Regions from separate parts of the Macaca mulatta genome. Here region 2 is linked to region 1. Evidence: chromatin contacts called from public Hi-C data. All regions are on one chromosome and are shown on one strand. Each heading gives the region's core, a stretch centred on a gene start, on an enhancer-like site or on the middle of the called end of the contact. The rest is flanking DNA. Distances are from core to core; before and after follow the strand shown.

Region 1 (5,074 bases), core at 547-3,046:
GGCAAAAGGAAAGAAAGTGAAGAAAACCTGGCATTCTCTCCACAAAGCTTGGTGACGACATCTCAGGGTTTTCTGCCACCAGGGAAGTGAAGTTCACCTCCAGAGTCCAATTTCAGCTGCTCTATTCTCCCAGCCTCTCATCTACCCACCTCCACCCCCAGGGAGGTAAAGGAAAGGAGAAGAAGAGAGGAGTGGATGAAATATAAATGAATGTGTGCAGTAGCAGTCAGAGGCGGCATCCAATGCTCTGGGCCATGGCAGGGCTGTGTGCAGGTGTCCCGCAGGAGAAGGTAACCTTCCTCCATTGCTCTCCAGCCCTGTGGTGACCGCAGAGTGGCCACGCAGGCAAGAGGTGAGGGAAGCAGTGTGAGCGTGCACTTACGTCGGTGGCCTTTTTCTCTGCCAGCTCCAGCTTCTCCTGGGCATCTTTGAGAGCCTCAGAGTATTTGTCCAGTTCATCTTCGGTGCCCTTGAGTTTCTTTTGCAGTGACACCAGCTCATCTTCCAGCTGGGATTTGGCCAGGGGGTACGGGGAGGGAGGGGGGTGCAGCAGGCAGCGTGATCCCGAAGGGGAGGGGTGTGGGTGCACAGAACCAGAAGGACAGGGACAGCGGGAGAGACAGAGGGAAAGACAGGGAGAGAGAGAGAGAGAAAGAGAAAGAGTTAGCCATTCGTGCGCCACGCTGTGCCGCGCGCCCCGGGTACCTTGGCGGCGGCCTCCTCGGCGGCCAGGAGGCTGTCCTCCGCCTTGTGCAGCTCCTCCAGCACCCGGTCCCGCTCGTCCTCCGACACCCGCAGCAACTTCTCCTTGGCCGCGATGTCCTCCTCGAGCTGGGGGCAGCGGCGGGCGGGCGCGGGCGGCCGGCACGGACCGGGTGTTAGACACACACAACACACGGGCATCGGGTTGACTGGGGCCCCTGGGGCTCGGGGCACCGCCGCCGAGATGGAGTGCAAGGGACCCAAGGTAACTTTCTCTTTACCCGAGCTGGAACCGCTCCAGGGCTCACCCCGCACACCCACCTGCCCTGGGAGGAGACTTCTGCCGAGGTCTCAGCGGGCTCAAGTCCACTACTTGGGGACACAGAAGAACGCCACTGCTGGCCTGGCTTTCGGGCTGTAGCCTCCATTCCGTCCCATCTTTGTTCTTTGGTAACAACTCCACGACTCCCCTTTCCTCCCCAAGTTTAACGTTCCTTTCTCCCCAGTCAAAAGTCAAATAACTTATAACACTTGAATTACTCGACACCCTTTCTCCATCCCGCGCCCTTCCTTCAAACGTCCCCAGGAACCGGGTGTCCTCCTCCCTGCCCCAAACTGATTCCCAGTCCTGAGAATAAAGCGCCTCTAGGACTTGACTTCGCGGGTCATGGGAACCAGAGAAGGGAAATAAGCGTCCTCAGATCAGACTACAAAGTTAGACTAAGCCTGGCTTTTGCATTTCCCTTCCTTCTTTCCAGACGCGCGCCCTGGCCGCCCTGGGTGGTGGTGGGGGTAGGGTGGTATCTCCCCGAGTCCTCGGGGTGGGGATCCAGCCGGGGGTGCCAGGCTCGGGTCCCCGCACTCGGGGCGCGGGTTCAGGGCCGGGGAGGCGCAGACCTGCTTGCTCCTGTCTTCCGCCGCCTTCTTGTCGGCCTCCGCCTGCTCAGCTCGATCCAAGGCGTTCTCCTTGTCGAGCTTCAGCATCTGCATCTTCTTCTTGATGGCGTCCATGGTGGCGGCTGCGAGGGGCCCTGGGGCTGCGGCAGGAGCGGCGGGGCGAGCGCGCGATCGGGCGGAGGAGCGGGAGTGCGAGCGCGGAGCCGCCTGCTGCTCCCAGATATGTACTTTCCCAAGGGGGCGACCGCATTCCTCAAGACAGCCAATACTTTTTTGGAAAAGCTTTTTTCTCCTGCCCCCCTTCCTCCTCTCCTCCCTCCGCCCCGTGCCCCCTCCCCGCTCCTCCCGCGGGGGCTGCTCGCCCATTCGCTGCCGGCCGCCGGCCTCCCAGTTGACGGTGTATATGACTATATATGGGGACCCGAGCAGCCGAGTCGGCTGCCGAGCAAGGCCGCCCTGTTTCTAAACCTGCGCGCCAGGGAGAGGGCGTTGGGGCCGAGCCGAGGCTAAGGCGCAACCCTCTTCCCTCCGCGCCCCCTTCTCTCAGGGCCGACACCCCGCCATTTGGATCCCCAGCCGAGCCCGCTGTGAGCCGCCGGAGGCTGGGAGAGCGCGGGCCAAGTGGTGGATGCGCGTCGCCCCCCTGGGCCGTCCCCCGGCGCGCTGAGCCAAAGGCCGGGAGGCTTCCCAGCCGTGCCGCACCCCGCGTCAGGGCCGGTGCGCTCTCGGCACCCGCCAGCGCCTCCCAGGCAGCTCTCAGCCAGCCAGGTGTCATCCTGGGCGCTCACGCTCTGGAAACTCAACTGAAACAGAGAAAGGGAGAACGTGGGAGAAAGCCTGGGGCGGCTTCTGAGACTTTCTCTGCGGGCGCGGGTCAGAAAGGCAGGGGGCGGCACAGCGACAGCACACGGAGTCTTGTTTTCTGCGTGCCCTTTCCCCCAGCGGAGGTGACAGTCAAATACTTTAGGGACACAGGACTCAGTGGCGTACTTCTGTGCTTGCTGTGCGGTGCCTCCAAAAAGGTGTACGTGTGTACGTGTGTACGTGTGTGTGTGCGGGTGGCAGTTTAAGGGGAAAGAACATTGAGTTTAGACTCACGCAACTTGGTCTGTGGTCTCTACTCTGCCACCAGCAACTGTGTGAACTTGTTTGCTGCCCGCGGCTTTCTCAACTTTAAATCTAGGGTGTAGATGATCTCCGAGGTCCCTCCAGATCTAACTTGTTATAATTTTTCTTGCACTGATTTTAGGGAGTCGGCCTTTCCATGTTAGATGCTTAGGTGCCAGGTTTCGGAAAACGTGGGATCGGCGTTATCCCGGCTAAGTCATTGCATCCGCAGCCGCAATTCTGAGGAGGGAGCAGGCCCGGCTTTGCCATGTGAGCTGTGCTTGGAAGCGGGAGGATTTTTCCCCCAACACTTCTTATTTTGAACTCTACTGCTCCCATCCCCCAAGGGGGAAAGCCTGCTTTTTTTCAGAGCTTCAGTGGGAGGGGAGGAGAGAGGGCTGCCCCCAAGCCCTGAGCTCAGCTGAGGCACGGTTGGTGAGGGTCTTGTTAACAGTCCCCACAGAATAATTCACAGTCTGTACTGCATGGTTACCGAATATTCCCCGGACGGTATCTGAGCAGATTAGGCAGGCCAAACAACTTGTAAGTCCTTCAGAGAATGATCAAGTTCCTCTCCAGGATTTTATCGGGTCTCTTCCACTAACCCAACTGCCCAGGAGGGAAAAGATACACTGACACTGACCTAACGGTCAGAACATTAGAGCTGTGTGCATAGGGGCTGCATGGCACAGAAATTGACCACAGCCCTTTAATCACAGTACGTCAACCCAGCCACCGGAACAGTGACAAAGTTCCCGGCATGTGGACAATATCCAGATGCGTGGACTCCAGGGAGCTGACTCCCCATGTTGGAGCTCAGCAGAGGAGGCAAGAATAGGGAGTTAGGAGTCAGTTTCAAGGATCCAAACCTGGCCTGGTCACTTCCTTGCAGTGTGACCTTAGCCATGTTACAATCTCTCTAAGCCTTTTTTGTCACTTATAAAAAGAGGCAACTGAACTAGAGAAGCTCCTTGCGGGACCACACGTTACTGACTTCTTTTCTCACTGTGCCATATGTAGCCAAGGAACTCATTAACGTTTCCTTAAATGAAATCATGCTACAAGCAACTTTTTAAACATGCGATTATTGAGTACCTGCTATATACTAGGCAGGTACTAGGCTCTGGAATCCAAAGAATGAGTAGCACAGGTCTATGTCCTCCAGGTGTTTGGCTTGAGCAGGGTATAAGAATTCACAGGAGGAAGAAATAGAAATGACTAGGTCAGAGCAGATGAGAAAAGCTTCTCTGAAAAGGTGGTGTGGTTTTTAAACTGATTTCAAAGGAAGGGTAGCAGTTAGCTAGAGAGGAGGGCCATTGTATGAGTCAAGGAAAGAAAAAGGAATGTTTTGTGGTGGTTGGACAGTAGGATTTTGGGGGTGAGTGGGGACATGAGACAAAAGGAAGGTTGGGGCGGTATGATAAAGGGCCTTGAATTCCAGATTCAGACATTCAGACCTTATTGTGTAGTTTAAAGCCATCTCTTCTCTTCTTTTCACCTCTTCCTCTCCCAGACTCCCTCACCTACGGCTATATTCAGAGGTTGAAGCGTCGGGCAGGAAATGCCATGTGTAAAGGTGATTAAGGTTATTCACAATTTTTTAGGCTTTCTCCCCAGTCAATTTCTTGGCAGCATTGTACATCCCACCAAGTTAAGTTGGCTGTGGCCATTTGACTTGCTTTGGCCAAGGAAATGTGAGCAGAAATGACTTATGCTGGATACTTAGTTAGTCCACGTCTAACCATGTTCATTTTTCAAGACTGTGGCTGCTCTATCATTGTGGGTTTTCAAGGGGCTCCCTCTTTCCCCCCAACTAACCCTTGGTGGACATGTAGTGAGAACAAGATATAAATATTTGTTATTTTAGGACACTGAGATTGGGGGTTATTTGTTACTGAAGCATCACTAGCTTCTCCTGACTAATACAGCACAATAGGCATGCATCAGCTAAGTTATGAAAAAGCAGAGAAGTGATTATAGAGAAAGAATGAAGCAGGCATATCAAGATAAACAGAAGCACCATTTAGAGAAAGAGATTGGGAGAATATGACCAAATTTCAGTTCCAGGGGTCCTTATAATAACCCCCTGTATTTCCTGAGGTTACATGAGAGGGTCTATATTCCTTGACAGTAAAAAGCTTACCAAATCATGGTGGCATGAGAGCCTGCAGAACATTCTTGGCCCAGAGGCTCTATGTGAACACCACGAACATGCTTGGAATTTCCCGATTTCTCCAATGTTTGGTATTCAGTCATTTCTCAATGAATGTTTGTTGAATGATTTTTTTTTTTTTTTATGACTGACAAGTCCAACTTTCTTATTGACTTATAGGTAAGTCTGGGAAGGTAAAGTAACAAATCTAGGTTC
Region 2 (5,319 bases), core at 507-3,006, 68 kb before region 1:
AATGAATAGAAATCCCTCTCCCTAAGTTTCTTGCCTTTTGTTTGAAAAAAATAGTTGACATCTCTGCCTGGTAAAAAGTCTAAGAAAGTAGGCTGAAAAGTCATTAAAGACAAGGAATAGTGTATAACCCCAGTACTTAGTACTCTGCCTTTTACAGAAGAGAGGACTCAACAAATTGTTAACTTAATTAAAAAACAAAAATTCACAAATTCTGAGTTTTATCTACCCATAAGTGTTACCTACAAGTACTCAATTAATGGATTGTTCTACACAGTAGTCACCCCTTATCTGTGGTTTCGCTTTCCTCAGTTTTAGTTATCCATGGTCCGAAACTATTAAATGGAAAATTCCAGAAATAAACAATTCTTAAGTTTTAAATTGCATGCCACTCAGAGTATTGTTGTGACTGTTCTATTTTATTTTTATTGTTAACCTCTTACTATGACTGATTTATAAATTAAACTTTATCATATGTATATATATATGTAAGAGAAAATATAGAATATACAGGGTTCAATACCATCCACGTTTTCAGGCATCCACTGAGGGTCTTGGAATATATAAGGATAAGGAGGGACTACTGTACACAACTTTCAGACCAATAAATTCAGTCCTAAGAGAAAAGTGGGAGTGGATAGAAGCAAGCCATCTTTATGACTCCAATTTATTAGTCACATTTTAAGCCTTACTGTGATTTAAAGACACCTGATTCTTTATTATGTTAGATGTTTTCTCCACAATATGCATCGTTTTAAGTAAATGCAATAGCATTTCATGGGATCCACTCTAACCAGTAAAACAATATTTTATTTACCAACTGGCACAGAACAAAACAATTTTCTGAACCCACCTTCTGACCAGACTTCTTTTCCATCTACAGAAACTCCAACCACTATGCCCGGTGCTCCCACCTCATCCTAAGACCGAAGGGAAAGAACTGACAGTTAGAGGCCTGCTGAAAAAAGCCCAGATCACTCCTCGAAGACCTTCCAAGGCCCCGCCCCCAGAGCCTGGGCCCCGCCCCCTCCAGCCGGGCCCCGCCCACCTCGTCCCAGGCCATGCTCACTCACTCACAGCAAGCGAGGTGCCTGTCCGCCTCCTAGGGGGAAGGGGCGGTCCCCGAGACAGGCGGTGACCTCCGCCCAGATTTGGGGAACCCCCAAGAGCGTCTGACCATGGCTCGGCGGTGGGGAAATGGGAAGTCTTTCTCGGAAGCCGATCGCGGGCACCCCGCCGCCCCGGGTGGGGTCCACTCAGCCCCCGACAGCACCGCCGAGAGGGGTGGGTCCCCGGCCGCCTACGTCCCTCGCCCCAGTGGCCGCACCTTGATCCTGTGCAGCAGGTCGCGGCTGCTCTCGATGGCTCTGGCGAAGCCCCTGGAGTGGGGCGGCGCTGGGGTCTGCGGAGACCACGGGGCGAGGGACTGCGCCTGTGGCGGCTCGGCCAAAGGGGACGCCTCAGGGTCGGGGGCCGCGGGGGACTGCGCCGGGGCCGCGCCCCTCAGCCCACCCGCCAGCTTCACCCCGAGCGCCAGCCCCAGCCCCAGCCCGAGGCCCCCGACCCAGCCGTGGCCGAGCGGCGGCAGCCCGGCGCGCTGATGGACCCCGCGTCGTCCGCAGCTCGAGGCCAAGCCCCCGGGGGCGGCAGCCCGGACAGTCACTGCTGACAGGAGCCGGTACATGGCGTCTCTGTACAGCCGGCCGCCACCGAACTCACGCAGACCCGGCCGGCCGCGGCTCGGGGCGGAGGGAAGGACAGGGGGCGGGACGGGGGCGGGGACCGCGGTCAGACCCTAGCAGTCGACGCCTGACGACCCGAGCGCCGATCGCATCGAGCCCTTCCTCCTTTGCCTTTTCTTGTCTCTTCGTTGTTTTTCCTATCTTTCTGTCTCTCTTTCCTTTTTTTTCCTTTGCTTACCCTCAGATCAAGCGTCACCTCCAAGAAGCCTTCCTAGTTCCCGTCCCATGGGCGTTCTCGCCCTAACCATCTTGCCCCTCAGTGTGCACACTTCCTTAACAACAGTTAACACTTTGTATCATTTAACTACTTGTCAGATTCCTTACCAGACTGGGACTTCTTTGGGGAGCCTAGAAGAAGTTTTGGATCCTCAACTTCTGGAACAGCGCAGGGCACGCAGTAGACGCTCAGCAGGCGTCTCCTTTCCCTTTAGAGATGCTTTTCTCCTTTCCTTTCCCTTTCTCCTTTCCTCTTTTCTCTCTCTTGCCATCTCCCTTCTTTATGTCTCATTTCAGCTCCACCCATTTCCCTAAAGCTGTTTTAAAATCTATTGCTTCTGGAATTCTAGCTCCACACCACACCAAAGATATGAAGTTACAAACAGACCTTTTATTACCTTTCACTCTTGTTGTCCAGGCTGGAGTGCAATGGTGCCATCTCAGCTCACCGCAACCTCCACCTCCAAGGTTCAAGCAATTCTCCTGCCTCGTCCTCCCAAGTAGTACCTTATCTCTTTCTGCAGCGATTTCTTTAGAAGAAGGAATGTTCTTCTACAGCTTCTTCTCGCCACAAGTCCTGTCTTACTATATCTCAGTTTAGTGTATGCTATTAACCACATTAACAAGCTAAAAAAGAAAAATCACATGATCATATCAATTTATGTGAACGTATCAATCATTAGGCAAAACACATTCATGACCGAAAAAACTCTTGGAAAAACAGGAATAGAGAAAAACTTCTTCAACTTGATAAAGAACTTCTAACAAAAAAATCTGCTAACATTATGTTTAGTGGGAAAGACATACGAAGCAAGTATGTCCACTCTAATCATTCTTATTCAACAAGGTGCTAGAAATGATATCGAGTGCAATAAGGCAAGAAAGAAAATTAAAAGCACACAGATCAAAAAGAAAGAGATAAAATTGTCCTTATTTGCAGATGCCATGATTGCTTACATAAACAATTTTAAAGGAGCAGGCACGGTGGCTCATGCCTGTTAATCCCAGCACTTTGGGAGGCCGAGGCAGGCAGATTGCTTGAGGCTAGGAGTTTGAGACCAGCCTGGCCAACATGACAAAACCCTGTCTCTACTAAAAATACAAAAATTAGCTAGGCATGGTGGTGCATGCCTGTAGTCTCAGCTACTCGGGAGGCTGAGGCACGAGAGTCACTTGAACCCAGGAGGCAGAAGTTGCAGTGAGTTGAGATCACGCCACTGTACTCCAGCCTGGGCAACAGGGCAAGACTCCATCTCAAAAAAAAAAAAAAAAATCTTAAAAGGCAAAGAAAAACCCAACACCTCCTAAAATTAAAATATGTGTCCAGCAAGATTTAGGATACAATATAAGCATAAAATATCAATTATGTTTCTACGTGCTAGCAATAAACTTGTGGAAAAGTTTAATTAAAAAAATAAAGATGGCCAGGCATGGTGGCTCACACCTGTAATCCTAGGACTTTGGGAGGCCAAGGCAGGCAGATTGCTTGAGCTCAGGAGTTCAAGATCAGCCTAGGTAACATGGTGAAACCCCATCTCTACAAAAAAATACAAAAATTAGCCAGGTGTGGTGGTGTGCGCCTGTGGTCCCAGCTACTTGAGAGGCTGAGGTGAGAGGATCACTTGAGCCCAGGAGGTTGAGGCTGCAGTGAGACAACATTGCATCACTGCACTCCAGCCTGGGTGACAAAGTGAGACCCTGTCTCAAAAAAACAAAACAAAAAAAAGACGGAATATGAACCAGGATGAATGTTCTGAAACTCAAATATAACCATATCTAACTCCTATTCAAAATGCTCTAAAGCTTAACCAATAAGAGAAACTCCAGACTCCTATGGTTGGACATGTGGTAGGATAACCTATTGAGAAAAAAATGGGTTTTGTTTTTACAGAATCAGGTTCACCACAAAGGAATGAACTTCATTTCCTCTTCTGCCAAGAAGGGAGGCCAGGCCTCTGACCCTGGAAGGTCTGGGTTTTTCATAGCCCCAAGAGGGCAGTTAACAACTGTAACTGGTTGTTTAAGAGCTCCCAATCCACTGGAGTATAAACATCGAAGGTTTTGGTTTTCCCAGTAATTGCTACCTGCTTTGCTTGGCCAAATCCCTCCCCACCTGGGTAGAGGGGGATTTTAGTGATATCTCCATCTGGTCCAACACCTTATCTGTCACATCTAGCTATCAAAACAGTGCAATTTCAAGTGAACATTTGGTTGCTTCAGGTACTATTTCCCCTGCCAAGTCCACTTCAACGGCCTCTCTCCAGGAGCTGACCAGGGTGCCATTCAAAGCCGCAGGGAGGTCCCGGCTGAAGCGGGTAGGTGGTGCCATCAGGAATTTGCTTTCCCAGTCCGTCTCCCTTCGCTTGGCAGCACGTGTGTGAAGCAGGCCTCACCAATCAGAGGTGCACATAGTCAGAAGCTGGCAATGCCATTGAGGGTGTTGGATGAGACATGCAGCTCTCTGGGCAGTAAACGGCAGGGGCTCTCATAGCATGGCAGGGCTGCCCCACTTTACCCCCCACTGGATCAGTCGCAAGGCCGCTCTCAATGTCCCAGCTTCTAGGAGCACCCGAATCTTAAAAGACTCCGTTCATGTGTCCTTTACACTTGCAATCCTGGCATAATTAAAAATAACTCCACTTTCCCTCTCAAATGAGGAGACAAAATATGCAGCCATCCCACCCCACATGCTTTAATAAATTCATTTTCTATGTAACTGGCCAAAGTGGTCTTTGAATTTGCAGCTAAGAACGTGCGTGATACAAAGGGCTTCTCAGAATCAGGCTCCTCCCTCCTACCCCATCTCTATCCCGCTGTGAGTCGATTTCAGTTCTATTAAAATAGATGGCTGTTAAATGCCTCCAGGGCATTGGACAGGCTTTCTTTCTTCCTGGAACGTTTTTCCCTCCAGCGTCCACCTGGCAAACAGTGTCTTCCTCCCTCTTTGTGCCCTGCATTCCTCTATTGTCACACTTAACCCCATGTTACAATTGTACTAGACTTTTTGGGTTTGTTCTTTGAGATTTCTCTGCCAATGATTTGTGAGTTCCCTCAGATTAGAGACTTAGTTTTCTCCAGGGTGAGCCCAATGCTGGTCACATGGTAAGTTTCAACAAACATGTATTGAAAACTTCATATGAATGAGTGTCAAACTGTACTTTTTATAGAAAAATGGTGAAATCAATTGGTTATGATTACTGCTTTACAGAGTAGCTCTAGCAGTCTGCTACTAAGTTGAATTCTCTGAAGATTTTCATTTGTAGATCTTGAGTTTTAGCTGGAGAGAACCAAACCTATCAGGGGTCTGGAAAAATGGAATTCAAGTCAGGAGTGGACCTTAAATTGGACTAAGCCATGTCACACC

The links. A called contact is a pair of places that touch in the nucleus more often than the background predicts.
Region 2: a contact with region 1 is called in a Hi-C map of fetal cortical plate, with 1.9 times the contacts expected there. The contact joins the promoter of LACTB here to the promoter of TPM1 in region 1. A contact is called at or near these places in 7 of 14 Hi-C or Micro-C datasets (CD4 T cells, blood, cortical neurons and 4 more).

What each region holds. Positions count from the first base shown.
Region 1 is chr7:40,385,225-40,390,298 of T2T-MMU8v2.0, reverse strand. TPM1 (tropomyosin 1) reads right to left here and starts at 1,796. Exons shown (of 9, transcript XR_013395649.1): 1 at 1,600-1,796; 2 at 383-508.
Region 2 is chr7:40,452,669-40,457,987 of T2T-MMU8v2.0, reverse strand. It overlaps LACTB (lactamase beta), which reads right to left and starts at 1,756. Exons shown (of 6, transcript XR_003731268.2): 1 at 1,325-1,756; 2 at 851-917.